Linked DNA regions of Sus scrofa: region 2 is linked to region 1. The links are chromatin contacts, called in public HiChIP or PLAC-seq maps. All regions are on one chromosome and are shown on one strand. Each heading gives the region's core, a stretch centred on a gene start, on an enhancer-like site or on the middle of the called end of the contact. The rest is flanking DNA. Distances are from core to core; before and after follow the strand shown.

Region 1 (6,501 bases), core at 2,282-4,781:
CTGCCACTTGCTCCCAGTCAGAGAACCAAGGAAACGCAGTCCCAGGGAAAGCGGGTGGTCTGATTTGGGGTGGGGGCAGCTCCTAGGGGAGAGTCTGCTTAGCTGTTCCCCGGGCTCCTCCCACCGCCCTGCCCACTCACCCTCAGCCACGGCCTGATCCACCTCCTCTCTGGCCAGCTTTGCGATAACTGGCCACACAATGTCCGTGAGTATCTTCAGCTGCTTCTGAGGAAGGGAATGGAAGGGGTGGGCCGAGTTTTACCTTCCCTTGGAGATGGAGCCGCCCCAGGGCGGAGGTGCGGGGGAACACACGAGTGGAAACTGGCCTTCTGGGCCAGACCAGAGAGGTCCGCTGGGTCCCGAGCTCTGAGTCTAGTGGTGGCCGCAGAGCCCTTGGAGAGGTGGGTGTTTACCTTGTTCCCAAACACCCGGCTGCCTAGGACCTTCCTGTTGATGGTGCCGTCTTTATGGAGAATATCTGGGCAACAGAGACAGACACCTGGGCAAGGAGGCCAGGCCATCTGCTCACTTCAGGGGGCCTCCAGCGCGCCCCTTTATTACCTGTTCCAAAGGCTTCCACAACTGGCTGGTAGGCAGGACCGCCCGGGGCATAGGACCGGTGGCCCAGCTGGTCACTGTCGATGACATACGCCCCCAGGCCCTTCAGCCGCTGAGCTACTGAGCTCTTCCCAGAGCCACTGATGCCTGTCAGCCCGATCACGTAGCAACCTGGGGGGAGCTCTGGCCTCTTCTAGGGGCAGAGAAGAGGGAACCCCACAGTGACTAGGGTCCCTAGACTCAGGATTGGACCCTTGGGTTTCTCCTCTCCAGCGGGCATAGGAAGGGCAGCCTTACATGTGGAGGCCGGAGCAGGTTTCCCAGCATTTGTTGGCGGAAGCTGGAGGAGCTGACTTTGTCCTCTTCATTTTCCTTGGGGTTTAGGTCCTTCAGCAGCTGGATCTGGTACAAGGTGAGCTCCTCTAGGCCCTGAGGTAAAGGAAGAGGAGGAGAGGGAAGAAGGGGTGAGAGGAAGAAGGGCGAATCTCTGGCCTAATCCTCCCCCCTCCCCGCCCGAGGCACAGCTTGCCTCAGAGTGCAGGCTGGGAGCCCGTTCCGCGTACCTCTTCCCACCACCTCGAGCCCTCTCTTCCCTCCTCTGGGGTCACGGTACTTCCAGCAGCCCCCAGGGGCCTTCCCCGTCCCCATCCACGCCCTCTGCCAGACTCCCTCAGGGGTTACATTCTCAAGGCGGAAGCGGTTGACGGCCATCCCCCCACGATAGGTCTCCTCGCTGACCACCAGGAACTCCAGAGAGGGGTCAGAGCCAGCGGGCCCATAGGGGTCCAGCAGGGGGATGAGATCAAAACTCAAGGAGGGCTTGATGTCCACCAGGAACTCACTCAGATGTTCCACGCGTTCTGTGTAGGGTTGGAGCAGCTCAGGGAGCAACTTGCCTGGGGAAGGAGCCCAGAACAGTGAGATCTTTTTAGCGGGGAGGAAGAGTGGGGGGCTAGTTTTGCAAAGAGTTTCCCTAAGCATCCTATCTCCAGAGGGCAGGTGGAGGCAGGGAGAAGGGGCTGAGCTGGGAAGTGGCCTGTGACAGGAGAGTTATGAGGAGACAGCAGGCAAGCACGTTAGTGTTGCAAGGGTTGGCGTGTGTGCAGAGAACTAGCAGTGCCAGGAGGCATCAGAGTCAGATGGAGAATTCCATGCCATCTGAGCCACGCCATCCACCATGGTCCTCTTACTGTATCTGGCGCTGCAACCTACAACCTAGTCATCCACCTAGGTTCAGAGTCTCAAATTTTAGGATCCATCCCTGGAGAACTTGTTTAAAAGTGCAGATTCTGGAGTTCCCATCGTGGCACAGTGGTTAACAAATCTGACTAGGAACCGTGAGGTTGCAGATTCGATCCCTGGCCTTGCTCAGTGGGTTAAGGATCCGGCGTTGCCGTGAGCTGTGGTGTAGGTCGCAGATGCCGCTTGAATCCCGAGTTGCTGTGGCTCTGGCGGAGGCTGGCAGCTACAGCTCTCATTAGACCCCCAGCCTGGGAATCTCCATATGCTGCGGGTGCAGCCCTAGAGAAGACAAAAAATTAAAAAAAAATAAAAGTGCAGATTCCTTGGCTCCACATTTGGGGGAATCCTGATTGGTGACTAGACCACACACCTAGAAAGCTGCATTTATTCATTTAAAAAATGTCCTCAGCATGAACTGAGTGCCACGCACGGTTACATGTGCGAAGGGGCAGGAAGTACTGGACCACCCTACTCTTCCTCAGTCTTGGCCTGGGGTTGGGGGTGGGGTGGGGGTAAAACTGCCCTAATCCAGGGTCTCTCTCACTCACTCTTCAACAGGTCTTTGTCTGCCACTCCCACCACAAGCTGCTCCTGGGCTAGGATGCAGGCCACACTGAGCAACACTTTGTGGGCATTGTGTAGGCGGTCAAAGGTGCCACCTACAGCCCCTCGCTGGTGGCCACGCACTGGTTGCTTTGCAGACCTGGCCACGGGGGAGGCCGGCCTGATGGTGGAGGGTAAAGGGACATCTAGGGGCTGCACAGGCAGCATTCCGGGCCCATAATCGGGGTATAGCAGCACCGAAGACAGCTGCGGACAACAGCTGTAACAGCTGGTGGCATAACGCTCTAGCTGTTGCTTGACCGGGTTGTACTGGCTTCCATCCAGGGTCTGGAAGTCAGTCAGCACTACTTCCGGTGGGTGGGCCAGGTTCTGGACCGAGCTAGGCAGGGGAGGGAGAAAGCTCTTGGTTCGGATATTGGTCAGCAAAATTCTGACGTCCAGGTGCCTGTGGAGATCGGCGCCAGCATAGAGGTGCGTGATGAAATCGATAACTTCAAATGTGGCCTGCACGGGGCTAGACTGGGGCTGAGCCGGGCCCCCCAGGTTCATGCCGGGCTGCAGGTGTACATAGAGCGTGTGATTCACAAGCCGGGCCGCCGAGGTCAGGATGGGGGCCAGGCGAGGGACCAGGGAGGCCAGCGGCGTTGTCAGCACCAGGAGGCCCGATCGGAATACAGCCATGATGGCCCGGCCTGTGGACGGTCAAGGAGACAAGGCGAGGGTGACTGAGAGCTATGTGGCTGAGGCCGAAGACAACTGGGGGACCTGGACCTAAGAGGAGGGACGTGGACCTAAGAGAGGGGACTTGGACCAGGGACGGGGTCTCAGGGCGGACTGAGAGAGACCCGGGGGAGGGGACAGGGCCCAGGAAACGGCGCCTCGGGGCTACGCTCTAAATCTCGGTTTATCAACTCAGATGGAGCAGTGAATTCGCAGAATTGAATCGAAAACTTGGGAGGAGTGAAATAGGCAGGAGCTGCTAAGTCATTAGGCTGGGGATTCAGAAATCCTGGGCGCTCTTGATAATCACCAATATCTTCAAGGAATCGGAGGAGGGGACTAGAGGGGGCCGCTGAGGTTCGGGTCGGTCCCCTACTTACTGAGACCTCCGGACTTTGGTTCCGCGTGCACCACCGCGGAGTCTTCCCCCGCCGCGACCCGTTAACACTAGTTCCGGCGCTGCGACTCCGAGCTACGGAACCTGGAAAAGGCCAAAAATCTCAACTTTGGTGAGTCGAGGGATTCTCGCGAGATTTTTCATGGAGCGGGGCGCCTGCCTTTGCAGAGAGGCGGAGCTCGGTAGTTGGGAGGTGGCGTGAGACCACATTTAGAGAATCTGACGTGCCTGGACTAATAGAGCAAGGTCGGCTGGAAAGCCCGTTTCACGGGTGCCCTTCAGACTCTGAGAGAAGAGACTGGCTTTAGCTAGGTCACCCAGGAGACAGCGGCTAAAGTAGAACTAACAACTGGCTTCCCCTCTTAATAAATCGCGGGGACGGCGGTGGAGGTTATAGGGTAGTACTTAAATTAGGGCTTGGTGTCCCCAGCCCAGCGACTGGCGTCCTCCCAGTCTAGGATCCTCATGTGCGAGATCACAGAACCGTCCCCCCCACACACACCCCTGTGCCACCACCCAGTTTCACAGATGGAGAAATTGAGGTCCTGTATGTTCCAGGGATATTTAGGGAGGTGAGGACCGAGGTCATGTGCCGTGGCTCCCGTGCAGTACTCCCCACATCACCCAGAGTTAGTGATACGCCAGTTTTCCAGAGATAATAGCAGGAAAGCTCTGTGTGGGAGCTCAGTAGAGCTGCCAGAAGGTAGACCTTGTGAACAGGAGAAAGGAGAGACTTAGTGGCAAGGGTTTACCTAATGAGCGCTGGAGAGGGTGGAATTGGCAGTCGTCCTCGAGAAGCAAAGCCAAGTTGCCATCTGGGAAATTGCAGTAATGTGCTGTGGTTTATTTTCCCAAACTAAATAAATGCTCACTTTCATACTTAATTTTGTTTTTGTTTTTTGTTTTTTTTTTTTGTATTATTCCTAAAGAGGTCTCCCCAAATGTATATGCCTCTGGCCCCACAGAACCTGGATCTAATCCTAGAGTCAAGGATGGAAGAGTTATAAGGACTTAAGGACTTGAGGCCAAGCTTTTTTTCTTTTTTTTTTTTGCCTTGCCTGTGGCATGTGGAAGTTCCCGGGCCAGGGATCGAAGCCAGGCCACAGCACTGACCCAAGTCACAGCAGTGACAATGCTGGATCCTTAATGTGGTGAGGCACGAGGGAACTCTGAGACCACAATTTTCGCAAAGATATCTTAAGCTGAGTTTTACAGGACCCAATTGAAGACGCAAACTGCACACTTTCAGGAAATTCCCTGAGACATATGGACACACAGTCTCATATGCCTGCAGAGTCACTGTTCGAGGAGGTCATCTGGTGGACATGACCGCCAGTTCAGCCTTGAGCTGGACATGGGCAGCCAGAGGCTACTCACGCCTCCCCTGTCCTTGAAAGGTGGTCTGCCCACCATTCCCACAGTGGGAGCTGTTTCAAGGACACAGCCTTGAGAGGGCAGTGATAAACATGGACAGTATATGTGACTGAACCCAGTTAAGGCCTCTGTAGAAACTTGCAGGTTCTGGTGGGTGGGTGCGGAGATCTATTCCTCTTGCACTGCCCAGAACAAGCCTGAGGTTGCTTCTTAAACCAGCCACCTACCAATCTGGACTGGCTGCCTTTTTTCTTCAGCCTCTTTGCCCTCTGTGTACAGGGCCAGTTTACGAATCAACAGTTGGCAAGCTGGCCAGGAGACCAAAGAAATGGCCTTGGGAAAGAGGCACCTGCATGGGAAACCCTGGGAAATTTGGGCTGGGCTAACGCCCTTGTTTGAGGAACTGCGCAGGGTGCGCCACGGCAAGGGTGAGGGATGAAAGTCAGCTGGCTGCTGCTGTGGGCAGGTCGCTGACCACTGGTGTCCAACTAGAGGCCAAAGCTCAAGTTAGAAAGTTGGGGAGTTCCTGTTAGAAAGTTGGGCTCGGTGGGTTAAGAACCCAACTAGGGGAGTTCTCGTCATAGCACAGCGGAAACAAATCCAATTAGGAACCATGAGGTTGCAGATTCGATCACTGGCCTTGCTCAGTGGGTTAAGGATCCAGCGTTGCCATGAGCTGTGGTATAGGTGGCAGATGGGGCTTGGATCTGGCGTTGCTGTGGCTGTGGCATAGGCAGGCAGCTGTAGCTCCGATTAGACCCCTACCCTGGGAAGCTTCGTATCCTGCGGGTGCAGCCCTAAAAAGCGGAAAAAAAAAAAAAAAAAAAAGAAAAGAAAAAAAAAGAACCCAACTAGGATCCATGAGGATGCAGGTTCAATCCCTGGCCTCACTCATTGGGTTAAGGATCTGGCACTACCATGAGCTGTGGTGTAGGTCGAAGACACGGCTTGGATCCTGCGTTGCTGTGGCTGTAGCATAGGCTGGCAGCTGCAGCTCCGATTCTACCCCTAGCCTGGGAACTTCTATACGCTTCAGGTGCAGCCCTTAAAAAAAAAAAAAAAGCTCCAGTCTGCCCTCCTTCCCTGGTGTGGGACTCTGATATCCATGCTGAGCCCAGTTGTGGAACAAGACATTCATGATGTTGGGCAATCATGGCTGATCTGGAGGAAATTGACAAGTCCCAGGAATGAGCACATACTGGCCTTCAGGAAAGACCCAGGTCAGAGAGGAAGTTGAAAAAGCCCTAAGGCTATCCTGAAAAGCTGTAGTGTTTGGTAAAAGTACCATGGAAGTGAATGTGGTTTGCCCTCATTGCTAGAGGGCTCCTACCTGAAAAGATAAACTGGCAATCCGACGCTGTGTTGGTCGGCCTGTGGAAAGGCTCAAAACGTGAGCAGCAATTCAGAACTACCCCACCCGCCCCTAGCATCCCTGATGCCCTGCCTGCTCCAGCAGAGGCCTCAGGGATACTCCTATTGGAGGGGGGTGCCCCCAGTATCCCAGGTTTAGGACTCAAGCCAAGACTGCCTCTAGATGATGGCAGTTGGAGGCCATCAGAGGCCTCCTGTTGAGCTCACTACTGGGTAACCTTCCAGAAATAAAAGTTGGAAACTCTGATGGATACTGGAGCTAGATGTAATCTAAT
Region 2 (6,501 bases), core at 2,458-4,957, 110 kb after region 1:
GTTTGATCCCTGGCCTTGCTCAGTGGGTTAAGGATCCGGTGTTGCTGCAAGCTGCAGTGTCGGTTGAAGACTCGGCTCTGATCCCACATTGCTGTGGCTGTGGCATAGGCCAGACCAGCAACTGGAGCTCCAATTTGACCCTTAGCCTGGGAACTTCCATATGCCACAAGTGTGGCCCTAAAAAGAAAAAAAAAGAAAAGAAAAAAGAAATGAAATGAACAGCTCATCCCTACCGATCACTCGGAACCAAACGCGTATTAACAAAATTTGGCTTAAACTCCTCTGCTTCCAGGTCCCTGACCTTTTTGGCCCACTCTCAGCCCCGGCCAGCACACAACTGGTGCTGAGGACAGGCTGGCTTCAGGGCAAAGTGTTTTCTGATCTGCTCCCTGATCATGCCACCCTTCCATCCCTTCCCTGCTCCTGGTTCCTTCTAGCTTTGTTTACTCCTCTCTGTAAAAGAAAACCCCTTTTTGCCTGGTCCTTGCACACTTGAAGATCTGACAGTCACAGCGTTCCTTTATTACAATACACCCCCTCCTCTCCGTGCAATAGTCCCTTTCCCCCGCTGCAAAGATCCTTTCTAGTAAAAACTCTGTTTACTAACTCTGGGTTGCTTTTTCTTCAAAAGACTTTATTTTTCAGGTGATGAAAATGTTCTAAAATTGATTAACAGTTGCCACCTTTGTGAATGTTTTAAAATTCACCGAATGGTGTACTTTAAATAGGTGAACTGTATAGTATGTGAGTTATATCTTAAAAAGGCTTAATGGTTGTTGCTGGGATTTTTTTTTTGCTTTTTTTGAGCTGTTTTAAAATCTGGTTTTTGTTTTATTTTCTTTCTTTTTTGGCTGCACCTGAGGCCTGAGGAAGTTCCCAGACCAGGGGTCGAAATTTCGCCACAGCAGTAACCTTTGCCACAGCAATGACAATGCTGGGTCCTTAACCTACCAAACCACTAAGGAGCTCCCTAAAATCTGTTTTGTTTTTTTTTTTCTAAAGACAATTAAAAAAAGAAAAAATAAGTTAGCAAATGGGATAAGAAATACTGTTTGGGGTTGATAGATGGAAGTTTGGGGTTAGTGGGACAAACTATTACAGTTAGAATGGATAAGCAATGAGGTCCTACTGTACAGCACAGGCAATTATATCCAATCACTTGTGATAGAACATGATGGAAGATAATATGAGAAAAGGAATGTGTATATATATATATATATATATATATATATGTTTGGGTCACTTTGCTGTAGAGCAGAAATGGACAGAACATGGTAAACCAAATATATATACTTAATTAAAAAAATTTTAGGAGTTCCCGTCGTGGCTCAGTGGTTAACAAATCTGACTAGGAACCATGAGGTTGTGGGTTCGATCCCTGCCCCTGCTCAGTGGGTTAACGATCCGGCATTGCCATGAGCTGTGGTGTAGGTCGCAGACTCGGCTCGGATCCCGTGTTGCTGAGGCTCTGGCGTAGACCGGCGGCTACAGCTCTGATTAGACCCCTAGCCTGGGAATCTCCATATGCCACGGGAGTGGCCCAAAGAAATAGCAAAAAGACAAAAAAAAAAAAAAAAAAAAAAAAAAAAAAAAAAAAAAAAAAATTTAGGCGTTCCTGTCGTGGTTCAGTGGGAACAAATCTGACTAGCGTCCATGAGGTTGCAGGTTCGACACCTGGCCTTGCTCAGTGGGTTAAAGATCCGGCACTGCTGTGAGCTTTGGTGTAGGTCGAAGATGTGCCTAGGATCCCGAGTTGCTGTGGCTGTGGTGTATGTCAGAGGCTGCAGCTCTGATTCAACCCCTAGCCTGGGAACCTCCATATGCCGGGGGTGCAGCTCTTAAAAAAATAAAAAATAAAAAATAAAAATAAAATAAAAATTAAAAAATTAAAATACTATAAGTAGGAGTTCCTTTGTGGCTCGGCAAATTAAGGATCTGGAGTTGTCACTGCATGCAGTAGCTTTGTTCGCAGAGTTAGATCCCTGGCCTGGGAACTTCTGTACGCTGTGGGTGTGGCCAAAAGAAAAAGAAAAAGAAATACTGTAAATAAAAATAATACAGCCCCACAAAGGCCAAGAGAGAGAGTCTCAAGGACAAATTGGTCAGTAGTGCTAGATGCTGTGCAGAGTTCCAGGAAAACTGGAAAAGGAGAGACAACTGGTAGAACATGGAGTTTATTAGTGACTTTTATGTGTTCTTTTAGTAGAAAGGAAACTACCTGTTTGGATAAACTGCAGAAATTTAAGGACTGAATTAGAGGTAAGGGATATGTACCAACAGTTCTAGAAAACAGTGAAATCTGAACAGGAGAAAACAGATGGACCCAACCGTGGGGAGGCAGGAAAGTAAAACCAGTTAAGATGGCAGTTTTGATTTGTTTTTGTTTGCTTTTTAGGATGAGACCAGTGCATGTTGAAGACAGAGGATGAAAAGACGTTTTATGGCATTTTCATTCGTTTACTTTCTTGACTTTTATGTGTATGAGCCTGAATGACTGCTTCTCTGAGACCAAAGCTCTTACCCCACAGCAAATTCTGTGTCCTCTGAATGTTTTCTAGCACAAACTATGCATAAATTAGCACTTAATAAATAATTTCGATTGCTTTCTGTTTGTTTGTTTGTCTTGCTTTTTAGGGCCACACCCGAAGCATACGGAAGTTCCCAGGCGAGGAGTCAAATCGGAGCTACAGCCGTTGGCCTACACCACAGCAATGTTGGATCCAAGCCTCGTCTGTGATCTACACCATGGCTCATGGCAACGCCAGATCTTTAATCTACTGAGCGAGGCCAGGGATCAAACCTGCAACTTCATGGTTCCTAGTCAGATTCGTTTCTGCTGTACCACAACAGGAATTCCTTGATTGCTTTCTGGTTCAAGAAAGCTATTCTATTTTTTTAATGTTCAATGGAGAAGGAAGGAATTTTTGAGGAGGAGAAATATACAAATATTTGGGCACTTTTCAAATATGTCAGAAGGACAAGAATAGTGCCTATAAATCTGGGGAGAAAAACACTCTGCTGTTGGTGGCAGCTGTGAGACCGCTGCTGAAGACTTGTTTTGCATTCGAGATGGTTTCTCTGATGTTAAGCCACATCATTCATCCCAGTCATTTGTTTTTAACAAAACACACTGTCTCCCTAGGGTTTCCCCCAGCACAGATCCCACACTGAATGGAACATGTTGCATGCTGCACCCCTCATATCTTGATGAATCTCCCTAAATGTAAATTGGTAAAGACTTATGGCAGAACCATGGTAAGAGATGAGAATGCCTGGCTACGCCTCCACCTCATCCAGCCTGGGCTTTTACACCTCGAGTCACCACTCGGGAGTGGGGGTGGGTGGGTGGGTGGGGGGCAAAGATGTATCCCATGAAGCCTTCCTCACTCTGCCAGGAAGTAGTGGTCACCTTCCCTGAGCTGCTGGAGCACCTTACCCTTTGCGCAGAAACTACTGGAGTTCCTGCTGTGGTGCAACAGGATGTGCAGGATCCTCGGAGTCTCTGCACCAGGACGCAGGTTCGATCCACAGCTCGACACAGTGGGTTAAAGGATCCAGCATCATCGCAGCTGTGGCTTTGATCTGACCCCTGGCCTGGGAACTCCATATGCCTTGTGGCGGCCAGGGGCCAGGGGTGGGGAGGAACAAAACAAAACTATTTATGCATCTACTGCTCTTTCCTTTTTTTTTTTTTTTTTGGTCTTTTTGCCTTTTCTAGAGCCGCTCCTGCGGCACATGGAGGTTCCCAAGCTAGGGGTCTAATCAGAGCTGTAGCTGCTGGCCTACGGAGAGCCACAGCAACGTGGGATCCAAGCCGTGTCTGCGACCCACACCACAGCTCATGGCAACGCCAGATTCTTAACCCACTGAGCAAGGCCAGGGATCGAAACCACAACCTCATGATTCCTAGTTGGATTCGTTAACCACTGCGCCACGACGGGAACTCCTCTTTTTTTTTTAATCTTTTTATGGCTGCTCCCGGCTGATGGAAGTTCCCAAGCTAGGGTCAAATCGGAGCATAGCTGCTGGCCTACACCACAGCCACAGCAACACAGGACTCAAGCCTCGTCTTCAACCTACACTGAGCTCATGGCAACACCTGAGAGAGGCCAGGGATTGAACCTATGTCCTCATGGATGCTGGTCAGATTTGTTTCTGCTGAGCCAGGACAAGAACTCCTGGGCTTTATTGAATTCCCTAGCCCAGCAGCTGGCTCGTGGTAAACAGTCACACTTTCCTGAACAAATGGATGGATGGAGGAGCATAACAGAGAGCTGTGAGATCTCAGCTGCTGACAGGGTTGCATCCTGGTGTTCTTTTTCTGGGCCAAAGGGTTGTTTGTTTCCACCTCTCTATCCCTTTTAAAGACTGCCTCACCAGCTGAAAGCACACAATGGAACAGTGCGCCTTTCAGCAAATAGAGTGAGCAATGGAAAATGCAAAGCATCAACCCTGAATGCAAGCGATGGCCTACTGAAAGCAGTTCCAAATGAAGAGAAACTGCTTATTTTCACTGAACTGGATTGCAGTCCTCTAGGAAGGATTGTTCGGCTCCATTTCTGGGTGTCGGTGTTGGTGTTGATAAAGCTACTGCACCAAGGCTCAGCACGCCCCCTGTTGGATTTGGCTGGCATTTAGTAAGAAGAAGAAAAGGAAAGAAATACTGATGCAAATACGTGTTGGACATAGGCATGCAGGGGTAGGGCCCTTTCCGTGAAATTGTCTGTTAAAGAGGCATCAGATGAGTCAGAGACATAGCCACTAGACTATCCCTGGGACATAATTTGACTCATCCATAAATACGGACATTCCTTTTTGAAGAAGAGAAATACTTTCCTGATGAGAAAATCAGAATGGCATGGACTTGATTCCTTTTAGGAAACATGCAACCAAAACAAAACAAAACAAACAAAAAACAAATCAAGCACTAAAACTCCTCTTCAGCAGCTCTCCTACACCAAGTGAGGTTTAAATTGTAATCTGTATATGTCCATTGATAGAGAACTGGTTAAATAAGTAGAGTACCTCCCTATACCAGAAAACAAGGCGGCTCTATATATACTGAGATAGAATAACCTCCAAGATGTATTGGTAATTGACAAAAAGCATAGTGTAGTGCTTTTATATACATGATGTGCAGAGACTTGGTTTAGAAGTTACACAAGAAAACAGTAGCAATTGTTGTCTCCTGAGTCAGAAATTAATTTGCTGCAGACAGAAGTAGAAAGAAAACATCTTTTGCTATATTTCTATTTGCAATTTGTACCTTACATGTCACCTGTGAAAACAACCTAATCAAGTTATAAAAGTCAGAACCTTATGAACATCCAGTACATTTCTCGACTGTCACACTTTTTTTTCCTTAGAAGTCTTATCAATCCTCAATGGAAGAAACTTAAAATGTTATAACACATTTTCTCTCAAATTCTAAAATAAATTGCTAATTTGTCAGTTCCAGCATATAAATACCAGTGGCTTTATGTACCAGTTCACGCTCTTCGAGATTCAAGAAAGCCACTTGTTTCTGTGGAAACAGCTATGAAGTGTCAGGGGAAATATCTTGTTCAATAGTTGTTGGGGCTACCCCAGACAATCCCAGCCTATCCCCCCACTACCCCAGATTATCGCGGACGATCCCAGGCTATCCCACACTATTCCAGACAGTCAACTTTTCAGCTCCTTTCTGGCTTGGTAGGTTCTCTAACTAGATTAATAGGGCCCGGGCTCCCCACCAAACACTTTCCCACTCTTCCTAATGATAATGCCTGCCAGACTAGAAGTGACCTTTTGCCAAGACCATCATCTATCCAGCTGGGGAAACCCAAGCTTGGTTTCCTAAGCAGGGAAAAGGTTTGTGGCTTTTCTAGGGTAAAGGGGGGCAGTGCTGCTTCAGGGAACTCACAGCTCCAGTCCCGTGTTAGGGGCCTAAATAGGGGAGAATGGGCAGTTTCTCCTCCCTGGACTTTTGAGCTATGGGCCCTCCTTGATTGTGCTCAGAGATGCCTGCTGCTTGACACCCATTATGGTTGAAAACATGTTTGTAGTTAATCCTCAAGTCAACAGGCTGGTGCACATCTGGGTCGGCCCTTCCCTGTCCCAGTACAGCCTGCTAAGGTGGAAAGTGCGAGAGAGGAGTTTTCACACCTGGTTCGAGTGCCACGTCAGTGCTAACCAGCTAATAACCTCCTGGCAAGTCACCATCCCTCTCCAAGCCCTCATTCCGGGTCCGATGGCTCTGACCGCGGAGCACCCGTCTCCAGAGAGGCAGAGGTACTCCCAACCCTGCTCTCCAGACTGGTGTCAGCCAGACGTCTGAGGCAGGCAGAAACACAGCGAAAGGTGAGAGATGAGTAAAAGGCTTTAGTTTCTATTTTATCACCCATCTGAATCCTCCTCTGAGGATAATTCTAAGAGGAACCTCCAGGAAGCTTGGCAGCCCCTCACTACCACTGACTCTAATTTCAGTTCTCCCTTGCCTTGGGCAAACCACCCCTCAAGCTT

Evidence for each region. HiChIP or PLAC-seq counts read pairs in DNA pulled down with a chosen protein or histone mark.
Region 2: an H3K27ac HiChIP or PLAC-seq map of alveolar macrophages shows a contact between it and region 1. The contact joins the promoter of CAVIN1 here to the promoter of COASY in region 1. A contact is called at or near these places in 3 of 5 promoter capture datasets (fetal liver, fetal skeletal muscle and liver), 6 of 47 Hi-C or Micro-C datasets (embryonic fibroblasts, fetal liver, heart right ventricle and 2 more) and 2 of 2 datasets of contacts at active chromatin or transcription factors (alveolar macrophages and skeletal muscle).

What each region holds. Positions count from the first base shown.
Region 1 is chr12:20,259,201-20,265,701 of Sscrofa11.1, forward strand. It overlaps COASY (Coenzyme A synthase), which reads right to left and starts at 3,532. Exons shown (of 10, transcript NM_213789.1): 1 at 3,465-3,532; 2 at 2,349-3,056; 3 at 1,240-1,454; 4 at 856-987; 5 at 562-751; 6 at 414-478; 7 at 141-225. The coding sequence starts at 3,045.
Region 2 is chr12:20,368,769-20,375,269 of Sscrofa11.1, forward strand. CAVIN1 (polymerase I and transcript release factor) reads left to right here and starts at 3,708. Exons shown (of 2, transcript XM_021066983.1): 1 at 3,708-6,501.